2 separate regions of the Mus musculus genome follow, and region 2 is linked to region 1. Evidence: chromatin contacts called from public HiChIP or PLAC-seq data. All regions are on one chromosome and are shown on one strand. The core of a region is the stretch at or near the end of the contact, and the rest is flanking DNA. Distances in the headings are between cores, read along the strand shown. Region 1 has its middle 110 kb from the start of Gm20125. Region 2 has its middle 310 kb from the start of Gm20125.

Region 1 (4,081 bases), core at 744-3,243:
TGGAAGTACCCAGACTTTGTTTCATCTTTGGTGCCCAGACATTGAAATGAAATGGTATGTCAGGAAATCCAGGTTGCCTTTATAACAAAGAGCATGTTGCCTCTTTAGGGAACAAAGAAACAGTCTGAATAGCTATTCAGTTGTTTTGTAGTACTTCCAGCCTTGGGGAAAGCAAAAATCTGGCCTGACATTGAGAGTGGCCATCTCTTTTGTGGCCAGTACTGGAATGGTTAATTGCTTTGCGGTTCTCTTAAGAAGACAACAATGAGCAAGCCCCTGCTACTGGATCACAGCCTAAAGCAAAGCTGACAGATCGCACTCTGCAGCTGAAACAGATGGTTGCTTACGGGGCTGACAAAGCGAATGTAAACTGTAGGGTTTTCACCCTCTGCTGCAGCCCCAAAGAGGTGAAAAGAACACCTTCTTTTTGGAAGGACACACACACACATACACATACACACACACACACACACACACACACACACACACACACACACACACACACACACACTGCACCACCACAGCAGCTGAACACTAACATGCTGTCCCTCTCCAGCAACTATTGCAAAATCTTCAGCCATGTGAGATTATGTTCATGAAAAACTGAGATGTGAAAAATGTGGTCTTATGCCTTTCCAGAAACATGAAGCATAATGGGCTTAAAAATATTGGAAAGACAGGGCAGAAGAAAAACACTTCTACCTCTAATCTGCTTCTGACTTATTTTCAAAGCATTCGTTTTTAGGACCTAGGAAGGCAGAGAATATATTCGTAGGTAGGAAGGTGTTGTATGATTTCCCAAGGCAATCTTCCTCAGAAGAATTATAAAACCAGATACCTGTCCTTTGGCTCAGAAGTGGTTAAACATGTACTATGAGAACTAGCAGTATGCCTTTTCAGGATGCTGACAGAGAGGGGCAGAAAAATGCCCAGGGATATTCTCATTGACAGCAAGAAGCAGGAATGAGAAAACAAACACACAAAAATTGCAACAACAACAACAACAACAACCACCACAACAAGAGCAACAAAACAGAAGGAGAAGCCAAATCACGTTAAGACAATCAATGACTGAAGTCAATCTTCTCTTGTGGAACCATCTTATTTTAAAGATAGGGTCTCACTAATGTCACCATACGTAGCCCTGGTTGGCCTACAACCTACATTGTAGATATGGCTGACCTCAAACTCACAGGGACCTTCTATCCTCTGGCACAGAGTGGTGAAATTAAAGGAGTGTAGCATATCAATAGGTGGGATTTTCCTTTGAATGGATATTCACCTTTCCCAATGAATCCTCAATGCAGCTCCAGCATCGTCTTCAACTCTAAAGATATTTAAGCACTCAATTAGCTCCTACAGTCCCAGAGCTTGCTCAGGATCACAGATGCTTGACTATCAGAGACTATTGGAAGATCGAACTGTGTGCTACCTGCTCTCATGCCTAAGAAGACTGAGTCTTATCCTGGAATGGAAACTGTAAAAATGTTGCAGGCTCAAACCTGGGCTTGCTAAGATTTTCTTTTATTTTCTTTTTTGGAATGGTGATGGCTGAGGGGAGACGACCCCTTTGGTAAAGGGCTGGCCATGTGAGTATCTGAACTGGAGTTCTCAGTCCCCATGTGCAGAGCTGAATGTGCTGCCTGGATCTGCTGCCTCAGTACTGGGGAGCCAGAAACAGGAAGATCTGGGACTTGCTGGCCAGTCAGTGTAGGCCAATTGGTGAACTCTGGATTTAGTGAGAGACCCTGACCCCCATGGCCCACTAAAAGCCATGACCTAGCACAGCTGCAGAAGACATCCAACACACACTAATACTCACACATGAGTTTGCACACAGGCACGAAGGAAATGATGTCTAACAGTTTCAGTGCTCCTTAACCAAGAAAATGAAACTGTATTTTGTAAAAGTTTTGTGAAATGAGCTAAGTGTTCTGTGTGGAGTCCACTTTCCTCACTAGTTTCCTATTCTATTTTTACAGGTTTTTTTTTTCTTCCCCTTTCCACTGAACTGACAAGTTCCTCTTTTCTAGTCCACTGTATAATCCAATTCTTACTTTTCTTACTTTGGCAATCCTTTTGGTGCCTGTCCCACCTCTCCCCCTTTCTCTCTTTCTCATTTGGTCATCATCTGCTCTTTTACCTGGGGGCTTCCGTTAACTCACTGGGTACAGCCTCTGCCTGCTGAGTGTGTTAATGACCCCTTTAGCTTGCAGGTCCTGGATGCAGCCACTTGCACAGTCTGGTCTGCTTTTCTTTCAATGCATGTCTTTGAGTCTCACATGAGGCCACCTGCATGCCAAATGACGTCACCATGCTCCAGGCCCATTGGGGTGTTTCCTAGAAGAGTGAATTGCTGCTCTTTCTCTCCCAGGTGTCTCGTTCCTACCTCTTCTGTGCAGGCCTGCGGTTGTTTGTTCCGACACAACTCTTAGAATTGGGGAAAGGGCTTCATTTCCCCTGAGCTCATTGTCTCTTGGTAGATACTTTTGGCTTTTCCTTCCATTAACCAAACCAGTTCTTCATTTCATATCTTCCTTTCACATTTTCTCCTGCCACAGATAACATATGTATCACCCCTCCCCACAATACCCTATTTCCCTTATTTGCCTTTCTGTCTTCCATAGGATTGTGTTAGCGTGGCATCGTGGTTGGTGGACCAATGGCACACTTTCTGTTGCTGTTGAGAACAGGTGAAAGCAGGCAAAGGAGATATTATGCTGTATGATTCTCTGTCTCCTGTCTTCAAGGGCCTGGCTCTGCTCTCTTTACCATTGTCTCTGTGTGTAAATCCCTTTTTAGTTCATTCAGTCCTCTTGTCCTCCAGCTTTTCCTACAAGCTCTTTTTGTCACTGGCACTGAAATGTTCACTGCTGAGACATGTTGCCTCCTGTGTGGCTGTGTGGCATATTCTCTTTGTCTTTTTCATGTTCACACCAGCGAAATCAAGCTCTCTGTGTTTGAAATGTAAACAGTGCTTCGTGATGTTCTGAGTCATCAGCTCTCATGCCCCTCGTTACACATAAACTGTGATTCCTCAATTTAGACTCTTTAACTTAAATGCTGTCGATTAACTGATGTCTATTTCTGGCAACAGAGATGGTTGTCATCCAGTTGAATGCTTTGCCCTGAAGGAACTGACCTGCAGAGTCTTATTCTCCTAGCATGTACCAATTCAGTGACTCTACTGGGGGTCTCAAAAAGCGGGTGTGCCAAGGGATGCAGTTGAAGTCCATCCATTGCCAGGCTTCAGGGTAAACTTAGAAAGCCTGATAAAAGCTATGAGCGAGGATACCCTATGCTGTCTTCAGTTACTGAGAAAAAATAATCTTTACAAATATTTACTTGAGGTTTCAAGAGGTAATCTCTTGCAAAGCCAAGCTCCACTTTTGAGAAAAAGCTATTCACTGAGAAGGGGACTTGGAACATGTATCTCCCCATATCCTACAATGTGTTGACTTCCATCAATGCAAATCCTAGGCCTACTTTATGAATGTAAAACTGAAAGCTGAATGAGTCTATACTTCTTTCTGGCAGGACTTGGCTCTATAGTGTTGTGACTTACAGACAATAAACTGCAACTTGTTTCAGTGAGAATATATCCATGGAATCATGTACTAACTACAGCGTAGCCCATAGTTCAGCCCAGATGTTCTAGATACCGTACCTGTCTCCAGAGGGTAGACTTGAAACTTGGATTTCTTGTTTTGTGGGGTGGCTGGTGGAGAGGCTATGTTCTGGTTGTCCATGGTTGGCTGTACCTGCAGAATCAAGAATCATTGTTTGGGCTCTGCTTTGGAACCATGCTGGAGAGTCAGTCACTCTGTTGTTTGCTGTGCTACACCGACTGCTTTGAAGGGTTCATGTCTTTCCTTGTAACTGAAGGTCGGTTGGGAACTGATAATGAATATTGTTTTCTTTACACGATAAATCTTGTGGTTTATCTTTTTCCAACTTAACAGCATTGAAAATAAAATGAGACACTATCTTTATTTGTGAAAATTATGGAAACAATACAATATTCTCCCTCCCCTCTGTGAAGTGAAGTAGTTGTTGTCTGTAGTGTAGGTGAGTCTCATCC
Region 2 (4,081 bases), core at 817-3,316, 410 kb after region 1:
ACTTTCCTTCACTACAAAATGAAGACTGTAAGTCAAGTCTTGCAAGATCTCCATGTGTTCTTTGTGATCCCAGTAGACGACATGCATTCTGCGCAGTCGCAGTCTACTCACTTCTAACACCTTTCCACACTTTATAATTGCATTCCTGCACCTGGTAGTTTCCCCTCGTGTATATGGGGATAATTCTAGCTCCAGTGTAGAAGAGGAAACGAAGCACCCCCCCCTTTTGGCAAACAAAACAGATGTTAACTTTTTAATATCCTTTGTATGCTACAGAGATTATATCTCTTAGTACACATGGCAGGTAAGTTTAGAACAGGATATTCACAGTTTTTGTGTGAGGAAATATTTAGTAATCAACTCTTTTCAAGGAAAAGAAAGTCACTTATTGGTAGCATTGATAATTTTCACATTGATACTTTCGCAACCTGACTATTTCAAGCCACCAGAATATGATCGACCTGTTTAATGTAATTCACGACCCTCATAAATCTGGTCCAGAAAAGTACTGAGAAATCCTGCCCTTCAAATACAGTTTCAATATTAGAATGAAAGAGACTCTCCTGATTTTGTTCACTTTAACTCTTTTGAGGGGGGCAATTTTCCATTGTGGTCTTTCTAGTAGGTTACTTTTATGTTATTCTTATAACAAAGGCTACTTCTCAACTTTGCTGTTACTGTTACTTTATCAAAAATCAATCAGAAAACTAATAATAGCATGTGTTAGATAAAATAGTAGTTTATTTCCCTCTTCCAAAGCATGGCTTGCAGCAGAATTTTATATTATTTTGTATTTTGATTTACAAAAATTTGTATAGGAATTATAAACTTAAAAGGTAATTAAAGTTTGTGAACTGAGGACCTACTGTGATCAAAATAGTAATTTGTAATTATCATCTCTACTATATTTTATTATTATCTACCAAATAAAATACCTCTTCTTAAAGTTACTGTTCTTCTTTTGTAATGCAACCAGTAGTGGATATTTTAGCTTTAGTCATTTTCATGATTTTGCCCTTTCACTAGGCTTTCTGAGGTCAGAAACGTTTTCTAGACTAATCCTTTAAAAGACGCTAGCCTGGGGATGGCTTGAAAATAGGACTAATCTAAAAAATACCTGTATATGTCTTAATTCCTGTGCATATCTTGCTTGGTTTATGCAGATGACCCTCACACCAGCACTGTTTTTAATCATAGACATCTTGGCTGAAATTTTCACAGTAATCTTTACATACTTTGTGTATGACCTTTCTCTCTTATTTAAGATTTTACATTATTTAAGGCATGGCTGAAGAATTACATATTTAACATGACCCCTACAGGTTTTAGAAGTTAGAAACAACAACAAAAATATGTAGGGGTGGTCTCTGCAGGTTTCTGAGCATTTTGTATTCATTTCTGAAGGGAGATGTCTCTATCATTCTGCTTAAACTTTATACTGTATGTCAATTTCAATGTAGAACAAAATCCACTTGCAAATGACACTGTGCTTACACCAAAAAAGGTGATCAAATAGTCATAGGAGCCTAGTCAAATAAATCCTGCATTTATAAAGATAGTATTTCATAAAATAGACTTAATGATGTTTATATGACTTCCTGTGAAAGCAGAAAGAACAGTATAATAATGGTATAAACATAGGAAATATCTGTCCCCAGGGACACATGATCACCATCTACAAGCCTAGAATTCATAGATTTTTGAGGCTATAAGAAAAATGAAAATTTGCTTACTACAGTTACTAAGGAAAAACAGCAAAAATAGTTTGCAAGAACAGACATGGTGCTCAGGTGAAAAGTTTACATGGAATATGACAAATATTTCAAATATCAGTAAGGTGTTTTTAAGAACGTCACAGATCCACTATTTTTTAATATGTTTGACAGACTCAATTTTCCTTCCTCTTCAAGTTGTGGAAGATGTTAGCTTTGAGTCCTCCCTGAGGAATTAGAAAAAAGAAAAAAAAAAAAAGAAAAAGAAAACTTTGATTTTCCCTTGAACTCATGTTCTTCCCCCTGTATTAGAATAGCACAGCAGCTGCTCTCTCGAATCTGGCAAATCCCAAGAGGGCTGGTTGTACTTGGTGATTGTAGTTAGCTCAGCTGCTCTGGGGTTAGAGTTGCTTCCTGCTGGTTCTGTGTCCACAAATATTTGTTAAATAATATGCTGAGAGAAGACATAGAAAGGATCTACAGCTGTGCTGGTAACCTCACCCCAGTATAGTCTAACAAATACTCCCAGAGTGCCTCAGAACACTCCTAATAGTCGACCATTGCTTATGAGCCTCACATGACATTTTCTTCCATATACAGAAGTCCGATTTTCTTTTAACACCCTTGGCTTCTCCTCAGGAAGGAAGAAAGGGTTATTTTTATTATTTAGCTTGGGGAAAAAGCAGTCCACACCAGTCACTTTTCCCCACCCTTTATCTGAGATAGCACCACTTTGGTGTATACTGTCATATCTTTAAATGCTATAATTTTATAAACAAAGTAAATCATTGAGAAGATTGACAACATTTTGGATGATGAGAGTACAGCTAAGAAAACATTCAGGAATCATGTAATTTGTTATCAGGAAGATCATTTCTTATCCCACAACATCAATTCCGTGGGTAATCAATATGGTATTTTGTTTTTTATCTATTTTCTTTTTATCATTTTGCAAACAGTTTAGAACCCTGATTTTGAATGCAAAGTGCTATTTATTGGATGCTATAATCCTTAGTGTAGAAGGAAATTCTTGGAAATTTGAACAAATTGTTTCTAAGTCTATACCAAGCACAAAACACTATCCTCCATAAATATCATCCAATTGTATAATTAACTAATATGATTTAAAGTCCATTTTAGTGAAAATTGTATCTGACTCTTTTCTTGATGTAGCTTTTGAAACTATTAAGCCCCATAAATATTTCTGAGCCCCATATATATTATTTAGGATAAGAATACATACCACCACATACATTAATGTGTAACAGGAGCAAATAAAAGAAGAATGGAAAATTCTCTCTCTCTCTCTCTCTCTCTCTCTCTCTCTCTCTCTCTCTCTCTCTCTCGTGTGTGTGTGTGTGTGTGTGTGTGTGTATGTGTGGTGTGTGTATGGGAGACAATTATATGTGTCTTTGATTACAGAATTAATTTACTCTATGACTTGGATTCTGAAGGGTTGTGTGAGTACTCTAATTGATTCCAAGATAATGGTGCCAGACCTTCCTTACAAAATTAGGCCTTCTTCCCCGTACTAGACTTGTTTCACCATTTGGATGTCTGTTAAATTGATGCTAACCCTTAATAAACTTAACATGTGAATACCTCATATTTCTAAGTGGGAATGCTGAACTTGTTAGAGAACAGTGAAAATGATTTCTGCAAGAAACAAACACAAACTTCAACAACCATATATTTTGTAAAAAATAATTGAATTTATGGAAATATTTAAAACCCCATAACTTTAATACATGGGTTAAGAATCTGGCAGATATTCAGCTCTCAAGAGAATTGGGCAGACTCGTCAGAAGTTCAAGACCAGTAATATGGGCTATGTAGAAGTAACAGATCTCAAGGAAGAGAGAGAAGGTAGAAGAATTAAGTGAGTGAAGGATCAGCTTCATTTTCTCCACCAATTAAAGAATTAAAGGCAGAAAATAAGAGTCATCAGAAATTTGGCTGAGTCATGGAGGAGACAACATATGAAATTGAGGAAACTTGTCTTTGACTTTTTAAAATTATTATTATTTTTAGAGTCTCATTTTATTTTTATTTTTTATTTAGATATTTTCTTTATTTACATTTCAAATGCTATCCCTAAAGTTCCCTATAAGCTCCCCCCGCCCTGCTCCCTTACCCACCCACTCCCACTTCTTGGCCCTGGCATTCCTCTGTACTGGGGCATATAAAGTTTGAAAGACCAAGGGGCCTTTCTTCCCAATGAAGGCTGACTAGGCCATCTTCTGCTGGCATGCTCCATATGCAGCTGGAGACATGAGCTCCTGGGGTACAGGTTAGATCATATTGTTGTTCCACCTATAGGGTTGCAGACCCCTTCAGCTCCTTGGATACTTTCTCTATCTCCTCCATTG

The links. HiChIP or PLAC-seq counts read pairs in DNA pulled down with a chosen protein or histone mark.
Region 2: a RAD21 HiChIP or PLAC-seq map of pro-B cells shows a contact between it and region 1, with 4 times the contacts expected there. The contact joins two enhancer-like sites. A contact is called at or near these places in 1 of 15 datasets of contacts at CTCF or cohesin (pro-B cells), 1 of 115 datasets of contacts at active chromatin or transcription factors (large pre-B cells) and 1 of 9 other capture datasets (macrophages).

What each region holds. Positions count from the first base shown.
Region 1 is chr10:17,199,178-17,203,258 of GRCm38.p6, reverse strand. No RefSeq gene overlaps it. Among named protein-coding and RNA genes, the nearest start is that of Gm20125, 110 kb to the right of the region's middle. Within about 2 kb of position 1,993, at least 110 of the 459 cell types and tissues checked have an H3K27ac peak or open chromatin away from gene starts, as enhancers often do. A contact at or near this core is called in pro-B cells, where this site is marked.
Region 2 is chr10:16,787,921-16,792,001 of GRCm38.p6, reverse strand. No RefSeq gene overlaps it. Among named protein-coding and RNA genes, the nearest start is that of Gm20125, 310 kb to the left of the region's middle. Within about 2 kb of position 2,066, at least 18 of the 459 cell types and tissues checked have an H3K27ac peak or open chromatin away from gene starts, as enhancers often do. A contact at or near this core is called in pro-B cells, where this site is marked.